Regions from separate parts of the Sus scrofa genome. Here all the other regions are linked to region 2. The links are chromatin contacts, called in public HiChIP or PLAC-seq maps. All regions are on one chromosome and are shown on one strand. Each heading gives the region's core, a stretch centred on a gene start, on an enhancer-like site or on the middle of the called end of the contact. The rest is flanking DNA. Distances are from core to core; before and after follow the strand shown. Region 1 holds the start of ZNF687 (zinc finger protein 687). Region 2 holds the start of PSMB4 (proteasome subunit beta 4). Region 3 overlaps PI4KB (phosphatidylinositol 4-kinase beta). Region 4 holds the start of PI4KB (phosphatidylinositol 4-kinase beta).

What was found. HiChIP or PLAC-seq counts read pairs in DNA pulled down with a chosen protein or histone mark.
Region 1: an H3K27ac HiChIP or PLAC-seq map of alveolar macrophages shows a contact between it and region 2. The contact joins the promoter of ZNF687 here to the promoter of PSMB4 in region 2. A contact is called at or near these places in 2 of 5 promoter capture datasets (fetal liver and liver), 15 of 47 Hi-C or Micro-C datasets (adipose tissue, alveolar macrophages, blood and 10 more) and 2 of 2 datasets of contacts at active chromatin or transcription factors (alveolar macrophages and skeletal muscle).
Region 3: a contact with region 2 is called in an H3K27ac HiChIP or PLAC-seq map of alveolar macrophages, with 3 times the contacts expected there. The contact joins the enhancer-like site here to the promoter of PSMB4 in region 2. A contact is called at or near these places in 2 of 5 promoter capture datasets (fetal liver and liver), 16 of 47 Hi-C or Micro-C datasets (adipose tissue, alveolar macrophages, blood and 11 more) and 2 of 2 datasets of contacts at active chromatin or transcription factors (alveolar macrophages and skeletal muscle).
Region 4: an H3K27ac HiChIP or PLAC-seq map of alveolar macrophages shows a contact between it and region 2. The contact joins the promoter of PI4KB here to the promoter of PSMB4 in region 2. A contact is called at or near these places in 2 of 5 promoter capture datasets (fetal liver and liver), 9 of 47 Hi-C or Micro-C datasets (epiblast stem cells, fetal liver, heart right ventricle and 5 more) and 2 of 2 datasets of contacts at active chromatin or transcription factors (alveolar macrophages and skeletal muscle).

What each region holds. Positions count from the first base shown.
Region 1 is chr4:97,957,578-97,960,400 of Sscrofa11.1, reverse strand. ZNF687 (zinc finger protein 687) reads left to right here and starts at 1,343. Exons shown (of 10, transcript XM_021089866.1): 1 at 1,343-1,636.
Region 2 is chr4:97,836,650-97,839,349 of Sscrofa11.1, reverse strand. It overlaps PSMB4 (proteasome subunit beta 4), which reads left to right and starts at 1,441. Exons shown (of 7, transcript NM_001244455.1): 1 at 1,441-1,622; 2 at 1,865-2,071; 3 at 2,336-2,482; 4 at 2,620-2,700. The coding sequence starts at 1,483.
Region 3 is chr4:97,932,997-97,935,922 of Sscrofa11.1, reverse strand. The region is part of intron 2 of PI4KB (phosphatidylinositol 4-kinase beta); the gene reads right to left. Among named protein-coding and RNA genes, the nearest start is that of PI4KB, 16 kb to the right of the region's middle. Within about 2 kb of position 1,597, at least 27 of the 83 cell types and tissues checked have an H3K27ac peak or open chromatin away from gene starts, as enhancers often do. A contact at or near this core is called in adipose tissue, alveolar macrophages, embryonic fibroblasts and 3 more, where this site is marked.
Region 4 is chr4:97,916,891-97,919,590 of Sscrofa11.1, reverse strand. PI4KB (phosphatidylinositol 4-kinase beta) reads right to left here and starts at 1,356. Exons shown (of 11, transcript XR_002343442.1): 1 at 950-1,356.

The sequences.
Region 1 (2,823 bases), core at 94-2,593, 120 kb before region 2:
CGAGGCCCTGTGAACTTGAGCAACCACAGGCAACCTAGAGAAAGATGTGGTGAGAGGGGCACTAATCTCACTTGCCCATCACTTTACAAAGCGCTTTTACATTCTAAAGGCTTTTAATCCTTAGAAAAACACTCATGTCAGGTGGGCATTATAATCTCAGTATTACCCATGAGAAAAATGGTTCTGGGAGGTTGAGTAACTTGCCCCATGGAACCATAAGGTAAGTGGTGGCCCCAATATTCCTATCCAGAGGTTCTGATTTACACCTCAATACAGTCGCTATTGCCCATGCAAACTCTAAGGGTGCGCTGGAGAGTCCTGGGTCCAGGGGTTCAGGGACCCCTGGACAAGATAGCAGAACCACTTAAATAACTTCGTTTAGGTTCTCCGCAGCTGCAATCAAGGCAGGATGCGCAGGCTCGCCGGCATACTCGGGTGCGCGCGAGGTGGCGGCAAACTGGGTTTGCAAAAGAATTCTGCAAGGTCTTGATTAGAGAGTACGAACAGAATTCATTTTCTGAGCATCCCTCCCCTTCCCCCGCCTCCAGGGGGCGGGGCAACAAAGCGCGGGAAAACCGGCCTGGGCTCCACCCCCATCCCGTGCTGGGGGCGGGGAACAGGAGCACTCTTAAATGGGAAATGGACACGGGGCACGTTTCCCCCTCCCCTGTGCTTAGGAAGCGTACCATAATGCTGTTTTAAGATACCTTTGGAAATGGCCCAGGCCACGCCAGCAGCCTAACGTCACCTCTTCCCTACTTCCGGTCTGCAAGCCCGTCTCAGGATTCAGGTGCTGGTTCCTTCCAAACTCCAAATCCCGCCCCGGCTACAAGCCCTCCTGCAGATGGAGAGTAGTGGGTGACGCCATCGCCCAGGAACTAGCCTGTGCGAGGACCTCAACGGTACAGGTTATATGACTAGACACTGGGGAAAACCGTGAGGAAATGGTCAACTCGATGACGTAATGTTTTCGGTGACGTCTCTTCTCTGACTTCTGCATGGCATGACTGACATTGGGGTTTAGCTTGAGAAGCGAGCACAAGTGGATCTACATATCCGGGCTCCACTCAGAGCCAAAGAGGTTCTCCTCAACGTGCCCACCAAATAAAAGCAGAGTTCTTTAAATTTGCATAAGTGAATTGCAGGCTTCAAAGATCGCGGCCAATAGGGAGTAAGGGGGCGGAGACGTACCTGGGATAGTCACCTCCTCCAGTAGGAAAGGAGGGAACCAGATTGGCTTTTTTCTAAGCGACAGTATCAGAGGCCAATCATGTATGAGATGCTCAGTGCAGGTGGGTCCCTGCGCAACCAATGGGGAGAAGCATCTCCAGAAGGACTAGGCTCCTTGCCCAATGAAGCCGGGAAGGCTGTGCAGACCTGGTTCCGAGCGGCAGTACTTAAGGCCAACCCAGTGCGGAGCTGGGCGGGGCGCAGTACTGAACGACAAGGGTGTTTACCAATGGCGAGTGCGAAAGCGGGCAGCCCAGACCGGGAACGCGAAGAGAGCTGAGGGAGGGGGAGGCTGAACGGGAGAGAAGCAGGAAGTAGCGGCGGTCGCGGGGAGGGCGGCGGCGGCGGCAGTGGCCGGAGTAGGGGAGAGACCGTCGGGTCTCGGCCCGCACTGGGAGCGGAACAGGTAAGCGTGCCCGGGGTAAATACCCGCCTTTGGCCCCGCCCCTGGGGGGGCGGGTAAATACCCCCGCCCCTCCCCCCACTTGGCTAACTAACCCCCTCCCCGCGCCGCCCCCCGGGATGGCTTCTTGGAGGGCCCCGAAGCCGCCCCCATTCTTTGGGGCGGATGGGCGAAAGTCCCAGCCTGTTGAAAGCACAGTCCCTAGAAGGGTAAACGTGTTGGGAGGGTCGGGGTCCCCAACTCCTGGTGCCCCCAGCCAGAGAGGCGTCCGGAGCGCGGCCAGGGGACTGGAAGCTGCGGGATGTCGCGACCTAAAATGGTGTCCGTGTCCGGGGTGGGGGCGGGGGACCTGGGCCAGGCCGGAGCGGAGCCTGCACCCCGACTGGGCGCGGGTCAGCGTCCGGGCCCGGACGGGACTCAGGCTCGCGCTCCCGGCCTCCGTGCGCCCTCCGACCCCTCCCCAGTCTCGAGAGAGCCTCGGGAGTCCGAGGGGGAGGAGGCTGCGCTGCGCAGGGAGGGGAAGCGAGGAGGTCGGAGTTGGGACGGACCCCGGCTGGAGAGCTGCGAGTCTGGCAAAGACTGTCCCCTCCCCACTCCTCTCTTTCCACGCCCCCCCCTTACTCTCCTGTAGCCCAGGGCCGGGAGGTGCTGCGCGGCAGCTCCCCAAGGGCCTGGCCTGGCCGAGGCCCGTCCTTCCCTTGGCACGCTGGTGAGAGCTAGAGAAGCGCGGCGCTCCTCAGTTTCCCCTCTGGCTTCTCCTGTGTACACCCCGCCCCCTCCCCGCTACCCTGGACCTGCTCCCCGCGCCGGTCCTCGGCAGATGGCAGGGACTTAATTCCGCCCGCTGCCCAGCTCGGCGGCAGCCTAATCGCCCCCGGCCGCCGGCCCCTCGCCCTCCTCTGCGCAGCAGGCCCCGGGCCAGGGAAAGGGACGCAGAGCCCCCACCCAGCCCCGGTGAACCCAGGCCGGTTCACCCTCTTCCTGTTCAGCCCCTTCCTTTGGCTTTTGGGGAAGAACAGAAGGAAGGAGGGGGCTGGAGGCCAAGAGACAGGGCGGCAGCAGCCGCAGAAAGGCCTGGGCCGTGGGGCGGGGGAAGCCTCTTCGGCCTTGAGCCCTGCTGCTTGATACTGTCTGCTCCTGGCCATCCGATGACCTCTAAGTCACTTGGATGCCAAAGGGGGAGTTGCTTG
Region 2 (2,700 bases), core at 192-2,691:
AAGGTATTCTAGTGGTTTTGGAGGAATCCCATTAAGCTTTCTGTCATAACAACAGATAGCTGCTAATTGTCCAAGTAAGTCTCTGAGTAAGTAAGATTCACCTGGAATATGGAGTTTGGGAGGAGGTGGCTATTAATTAGAATTGGTAGTAAATAAATAATAATAAAGAAGACGAATAAACAAATATGATTATTAATGAGCTATTAGAAGAAGAAATCAACTACCTAGTTTTCAGCCAAAAGATGATACAAAGAGCAACAGCTGGTTGTCTCTCACACAAGACCTTGACCCTTCCCTTCCAGGGTTTCATGACCTAATAAAATATTTTATTTCAATTAGGCTAAAATTTCATGCGTTGCTTTGGTTCAGATTAACTCAGGGAATTTAAAAAACAAAACTGATTTGGTTTCCCGCTGAGTCAATAATTTAAAATCTAATTGTGTAGGGAGGAGTGGCAAACTATCAGGTTTAGGTTCACCTGTTTGATTCTAGACACTGCTTCCAGCCCCTGCTACAGAACCACATTGAGAAGGGAACGCCTGGAATTTAGTTACATTCCCACAGGCAATGGAATTTTTCTGCTGTTTAAGAGGTAGGTAAGAGCATTTCACAACTAGGTAACTTTCAGAGATTTGTCGAAGGTTCTGCACAGTGAGTGACCCACCTGAGATATTATACACCGCAAGGTACGCACAACTGTAAGATTCCTAGACTCAGATCTACCATTATTTGCTGTGTGATCAGGTAAATCACTATTCAAGTCTCTGTTTCTTACCTATAAAATGGGTCGAATATGCCACATGAGGCTGCTTTGAGAAATACAGAACTTAAGAGATCCTGGGTTCACTGTTAGTTTCGTGTGAGGCTTTTCTTTTCTTTTTATTTTTTTTTGTCTTTTTAGGGCCGCAGCTGGGGCATATGGAGGTTCCTAGGCTAGGGGTCCAATCGGAGCTGTAGCAGCCGTCCTACCCCAGACCCACAGCAACGCGGGATCCAAGCCTCCTCTGCGACCCACACCGCAGCTCACGGCAAGGTCGGATCCTTAACCCACTTAGCGGGGCCAGGAATCGAACCCTCATGGATGCTAGTAGGGTTCGCTAACCACTGAGCCACGACGGAAACTCCTAAAGTGTGGGCTTTTTGATAAGGATCCAAAAAGGAAAGGAGACTTCCTGCCTCCTCGCTCAGGTCAGAGTCTTGACGAGCCCGCCCCCTCCCCATCTGCCACACCACCCTCTCCCTCCTTGAATTTGAGCATCAGAACATTGTTCTAGTCTAGACTCTACCGCTACGTATGCGACGCCTGGCAATTCCAAATCTCTGGGTTTCGGTCGCCACCCAGGATGCTCATACGGTCTGTCCCGACCCTAACAACATGGCTGCGGGAAGTGGCTTTCAGGAAGAAAGAAGGTGTGGCACTGAAGGATCACTTCCGCTTCCGTCGGCGCAAACGCTTTCATTTCTTGAGCTACGGTGACTAAGATGGAATCGATTTTGGAGTCGCGGTCGGGACACTGGGCCGGGGGTCCGGCTCCTGGACAGTTCTACCGCATTCCTCCCACTCCTGGATCCATCGTGGACCCGGCATCCGTGCTCTATGGGAGTCCGATTACGCGCACCCAGTAAGCTCTTGGCGTCTTAGCCTGGGCGGGGGAGAGACCGTGGGGCCTGGTGCGGCCGGCTGGTTCGGGGAGCCAGGGCAGGCGAGGCGGGGACCCCCGGGCGCGCTAACAGCGGGACAGCTCGAGGAGTAGGGCCTGGAGAATGAAAGGAGCCATGGAAAGTCAGAAGCGGAACCCACAGAGCGGGAAGCGGGCCTAGGCTATTCTCCTCCACCTCTCGCCAGACCCTTCTTTATCTCCAGGAACCCCATGGTGACCGGGACCTCGGTTCTGGGAGTCAAGTTTGAGGGCGGAGTGGTGATTGCAGCAGACATGCTGGGCTCCTATGGTTCCTTGGCTCGTTTCCGCAACATCTCTCGCATTATGCGAGTCAACAACAGCACCATGCTGGGTGCTTCAGGAGACTACGCTGATTTCCAATATTTGAAGCAAGTTCTCGGCCAAATGGTGTAAGTCATCTAGAGAATAGGAGTAGTTCCCAGGTGGGGAGGGGAATCCACTGTTTTTATCCCATCAAGATGTTCTAGTGTGGAGGAACTTGAAGCTGCAGTAGAGGATGGGGAGACTTGTTGGGGGGTGAAAGATTCGAGGATGTTTGCAAATAGTTTATTTTAGTGGGTTTAAGAGGGGAAGATTGTGGTCACATCTTTTGGGGGTGGATGGAAAACCCGATTTCTGTTCTCTCCCTTTTCTCACAACCAATTCTTTTTAAGGATTGATGAGGAGCTGCTGGGAGATGGACACAGCTATAGTCCTAAAGCTATCCATTCGTGGCTGACCAGGGCCATGTACAGCCGCCGCTCCAAGATGAACCCCCTGTGGAACACCATGGTCATCGGAGGCTATGCTGATGGAGAGAGGTTGATTTGAATACAAATAACTATCTCTTCTCCCTGAGTGAATCCCACTTCTGACTCAGACCCCTTGGTCCCATCCTTCAGCTAACATATAGAAACCTAAGGTGAAATGAGTTCTTTGACCTATTGTGTCCTGTTAGCTTCCTGGGTTACGTGGACATGCTTGGTGTAGCCTATGAAGCCCCTTCGCTGGCCACTGGTTATGGTGCATACCTGGCTCA
Region 3 (2,926 bases), core at 348-2,847, 96 kb before region 2:
CCCAGAAATGCCACGTGCCCAGATTCTTGACACTTGTGGGAGATGCTAGAAGGCTAGCTCAGACCTTGAGGTCAACAACGTTCAAGAGAGGGTGGCCTCTGCTTTTCACTTTCTCCCCTTCTATTTTTGCCTGCCCAAGTCCTTCTTCTAGGACAAAATCCCAAAACTGCATCCCTTAGGGAGGTAACTCTGCGCTGCCAAGCTTCCCTTTCTTTTTACCACTCACATGCTTTCAACCAACCCCTTCTCCATGGAGGCCACCATCAAGGGATTGAATTTAGCAAGCTGCATGGCCCCCATACTGGAAACTCCATGTTCCTCCAGCTTCTTGGAAATGTCAAGGAGGAAGCAGAAGAGCTAAACTTTCAGTGCCGGGTACCTCTCCTCTCTAATCAGCCTCATCAACATTTTGGGAAACCCAATCCCAACCCTGAATCACGTGACAAGGGATGCCACAGATTCATGAGCATGAAACCTCTGGGCTAGATGCTGCTGGGAGTTAAGGATGAATAACTCTCTTACACACCAAACTTCTGTAGGCTTCTTACCAGGCTATTTCACATAACAATTTTTTTTTTTTTTTTTGCTTTTTTTAGGGCCACACCCATGGCAGCATACGGAGGTTCCCAGGCTAGGGGGTTGAATCGGAGCTACAGCTGTCAGCCACAGCCACATCAGATCCAAGCCGCGTCTGCGACCTACACCAGAGCTCATGGCAGTGCCAGATTCTTAACCCACTGAAGGAGGCCAGGGATCAAACCCGCAACCTCAAGGTTCCTATCCGATTCGTTTCTGCTGTGCCACAGTGGGAACTCCCAAAGCTCAGCTTTTTGACATAAACTGGGGAGCCAGGTCACAGCTGAATCCATCTGAGAGAGCTAAGTAGCTGAGGAGCAGCAGCTGTTCTGGTCCCAGCCCAGGGGATTTCGCTAAACCTCACCCCATTCCTATGTCTTATTAGTGCCTGAGCAAAACAGAGGAAAGGGTTGGTGGTCAAACTCATTCAGCGGCTCTGCCGCGGCTCATACACAGGCCTATCCTGGGTTCTGTCCACCAAGGTCCCCCACGACAGGGAGAAGGGGCAATACAATACGTGTGCACAAACGTGCAGGAAGGGAGGGACCTGGGCTTAAGAGACAAAGTCCTTAAGGGGGGCAGGAGGGTGGTGGTCACTGAGCTACTCTGCAATCAGCGTTTCAGGCATTTGCTTCACTTCCGTAGCCTAAGTTCTATTCTAGCTGGAGGCCCTGGTCCTACACTCAGGCCTTCCCTCGAAGAATCTGGGGAGAGGGGCGCTTAGAGAGAAAAGCCAAGCCAAACACTCTCCCAAGGCAACAACTCTACTGCTTTAGGCAGAGGTGGGAGGGAGAATCGAGGCTGTGAGGATGCCCAAGTCTATTATGACTTAATTCAATTTTTACTCATGAGCTGGTTGGAGAAGGAACAGCAGGCAGGATATTGGTTCCATGAGCCAGGCCCCAGCTGATTCTCCCACAGACAGGACAGTCCTGTCTGACTCATTAACAGCCTTGGGGGAAGGGAGGTATAGCATGATCTGCTCCTCTCTCCTACTCTGGAGGCTTGAGTCACTCAAACTGAGTCAGCTCCAAGGAGAAAAGCTTTGAGTCCAAGAAGCTGACATCACACTCTTATCAGGCTGTAAGGCTCACTGGAGCTTCCAGTGGGATACGCAGCAGATTTCTCCGTACAAAGGTTACAGTCCTGAAAAGACAAAGCTGATGTACAAGTGTCATTGTGTGGGGCAGGGTGTGGGGGGAGGATGGTACCTACACTACTCTCTGCTCCTTGAACCCCCACCCTATGCCAAAATATTTACCGTTTGGTTACAACTGGAAAGGACAACTGCCTGAGCAGAGTTCCCTGATCAGGTTGATAGAAACTGCTTTGAAGGGTGGGCTCTGAGGGGTAGGGAATGGTGGGAGATGGGAGAAAGAGGTGCTAGAGTCCTTTGATTGTAGGGGAGGGTGTCAAGGATTCCTCATGAAAAGAAAACCGACCCTCTGTGAGATCTGGGCAGAGAAGAACACTGCAGGTTGACTCCAGGCAGGAAGAGACTATCCAAGCGCCTGGGCTTCTTCTCTGAGGCCTCACTTTGCCCTCCAGAGCTTCTCTATGGGTGACAGGAGCGAAGGAATAAACTCGCACAGGGGTAATCGAGAGATGGGAAGCAGTGTGTCTCTCTGCTAACCTTACATAATTATGTGCCTTGTTTCAGTAAGTTGTATACTTCCTCCTTGTGTGCAGGAATCAACATTTCAAGAGAGACAAATTCCACCAAAAAACTGTTAGAACGAATAAATTTAGTAGAGTTTTAGGATACAAAATCAAGAGTCACAAATGAAATAGCTTCCTAGATAGCAGGAGCTCCACAGTACCTCAGAAGTCTCCGAACGGAAGGACACCATTATATCCTACATCCTTCACTGCCTTGAGCTCTGGGCTTTGCACGGCTGTACAAGTTCAGGAACTATTTGTTGAGTGAATAAATGTTGCATGACAGGGGAGAAGTAGGAGTAGAAGAAAATCAATTCCCTGGGTATTTGGGAGACAAAAGCCTTCAAAGATACATCCTCAAAATGCCAAAGGGCTTTGGTGAGACCTTTGTGCAGAAGATTCCAATGCTTAGCCCCCTGGAGCCTCTCTCACTCTCATATTTCCTGAGGAGTCGCAGTGGCTTCAGGTGTCTCATTCTGCCAGCATCAGATAACCTGGGAGTGCCTGGGGACGTGGTATCTCCTTTCCTGGATCTACTGACCCAAGATCAAGGAGCCAGGCTGGGAAGAATGGCAGCTGGAGAAGCCATCCCGAGGATTTAAGCACTCACAGAATAAGTGTGTCTCAGCGTCACCCCAAATCCCATCCTGAACAGGAGTCAGATACAAGGAAGAGGGACTGAAGACCAACA
Region 4 (2,700 bases), core at 107-2,606, 80 kb before region 2:
GTTCTCCCTCCTCCCAACACATTTTCTTCTTAGTTCAAGGTTAAGCTGATCCTGCAATCAGTGGTATGCAAAGGTAAAGAGTATGACAGAGGACACATAAAGACCACAGGGAAAGCAGAATCAAGTGTCACAAGGATCAGCAAAACCCTTGAAACTCAAGAGAGGTGTCAAACTTATAAATCCTCAATGGGAAGGGGCACTGTCAGATCTTTCTTCTACAGGAATAAACCTCCGAGGTTGGGGTATTGAGTAAGGGGAGAGGGAAGCTAAAGAAAGTTACAGGAATCATAAAGCGCTCCAGAGAAGAGTAAGGATTAAGGTCAAAGTAGAATGTAAATGGTGCTTTGGGAATGATGATGAGCGCCTGAGATCCCTTAAGGAAAAGGGAAGAGACAAATCTTGGAAGCCAGGAACTGGGTGGGTGGGTGGCAATGAGGTAATGGAATAAGAAGTAGCAGAAGAAGAGAGGGCTACAATCTTTAGCTCAGGGAAACGGGAACCCAGCGCCTGGGTTGCAGGGACATCGGAGTAAAGGGGCAAAACGGGAAAAGGGCTAAAGGCGGAGCCCATAAGAAAGATTCGGGGCTGGAGGACAGACAACGAGGAAAGACAAGCAAGGATGGACGATATAAAAGGCATCGTGATGTGGGAAGGGCTGACGACTTAAGAGAAAATAATTCGGGACGGAGGCGACAGGGATAAGAGTGAGGGAGGGGGGAATCCCCGGGGCAGAGGGAGGAGCTAAACAGAAGAGGAAGCCAAAAAGCAGAGGAGGACCCCAGGCTTGGGAAAAAAAGGTGGAAAAGGAACCTGGGTGCAGCAGCCATCAGCAGGGCAGTTTTGTGGCCGAACCGAGGTGTGGGGGCGGGGGAGGCTGTGCGGGACAGGGTGGGAGAGAGACCCTTCCACACACAGGGCAAGGGGCACTCACGGGGTAGGAGTCGCTTACCTCCGGGGGACCCCCGCGGAGGGGGTGCGGGCGGTCGGGGTCGGACTGCCGACACCGCCGCCTCAGCAGCAGCGTCCGCTCCCGGGTTCCATTGGCCGCCTGCGCTTCCCTGACAGCGGCCGCGGCGGCTGCACCAGGCCCCGGCTGCCGGGCTGCCCTCGGCGCCGCCTGAGGGGGCCTTCGCAATGCCTTGCGTTCGACCGGGCCTCACAACCTTTTTTTCCTCCTTCGCACAACCAAGACCAAAGAAAAAAATCCCAGCAGATCTTGCTTCTTCTTCTGAGTTCAGGCCCTTCTTGGGCTATGCTTTCCTGCTTCTCTGAGGCTCAGGACCCTACCGAACCCATAGTAATCTAAGGTGTCGAGTGAGCTGTCTGGAACACGCCTGTTCAGAAATAGAGAAGGGGGCGGGGAAGAGATATTTGGAAGCTGGGGAGGGAGGAGCGGCCGTAGGGAGGAGCTTATGGGCGGGAGGAGGGGCCAGTCTTTGGGAGGCGGACCTGAGATGCAGCTTCTGCGAAGCTAAGGAAGCCGAAAGGGAAGTAAAATTTGCAGGATAAGGGGCAGAGGCTCCCGGCCTAGAGCAGGAGGAGGGTCGGCGTGCGTGGATACGGTCTTAGAGAAGTACATACTTCTGTGAGCACACTCCAGTAAGCACAGGAACATGCAAATTATATGTAAATGACCCCATTCAAGTCAGCAACCAAGTTACCGTAATTGCAATCAGTGCCTCTCTCCCCTCCACTATTTCACACAACTCCCTTAGTAAATCAGGTCGGGAGATGGACGCTTGGGGTCCAGCTGGATAGCAGAAAGAAAAAGGGCCGGCGGGGAATATAGTCACCCTCACTATCCTTTTCCTACTCATCTTAAGGACGACGTTAAGATTACGCCCCTTATTACTTGAGAAATGGCGCGGTCCAACCGCGTCAATCTTTCGCCGTTAGGGGCGCGACTCGAGGCCACGGTTCTGCCCTCGAGGTCACCACCTACCTGCCTGGGCAGCCTTTGGCCTCAGGAGGCCTCCGGCTTGCGGACCTCGATCCATCCAGGAGGGGCTGGACAAGCCCAGGTTGGGAGAGGTGAGTGAAGTGACAATAGCTTGGAGGGCATCATCACTGCTTTCAAAACCAAACCGTAGAAAACTAAACAAATAAGCAAAAATGCGCCCCGCTAATGGCCTTCTGGTGTTAATTTTGTGTGTTTGTCAGTTAGCCTATTGAGTGAGAGCCTTTACTGTCAGAATCTCTATCCCAACCCTCATTGGGCCTTATTTAATACTCTACATTAAGGCTAGTTGTTTGAGCCCAGATCCTGGATACCAGCTTCTCTGCCACTTAAGGGCTGTTTGATTAGGAATGACTTTTTTAACCTCTGTGAATTTCCGTTTCTATGTCTGCGGAGTGGACCCAGGAATATTAAGACTTTACAGGCTTTTGTGAGGATTAAAAGAAAGTACAGATTATTACTATCCATATTACTATTTTGGGGACAATAATATAGATGATAGATGATGAGAGAAAAGAGGGTCACTGCTTCAGTGTTTGGAAGGCAGAATAAAGAGTAACAGCCTGAAAATACCTATGTAAAACGTGCAGTATGTACAAAAGTAGAATAAATGGGGTAACTGATTGCTGAAAGAACATGTGGTTAATTAACATAGAAGGCCACTCAGTAGACGATGAATGAATGGAAGGCTTCTCAAAAATATCGTGAGATACTGGAAATGACCCAGCTGAGCAAAAAAGAGG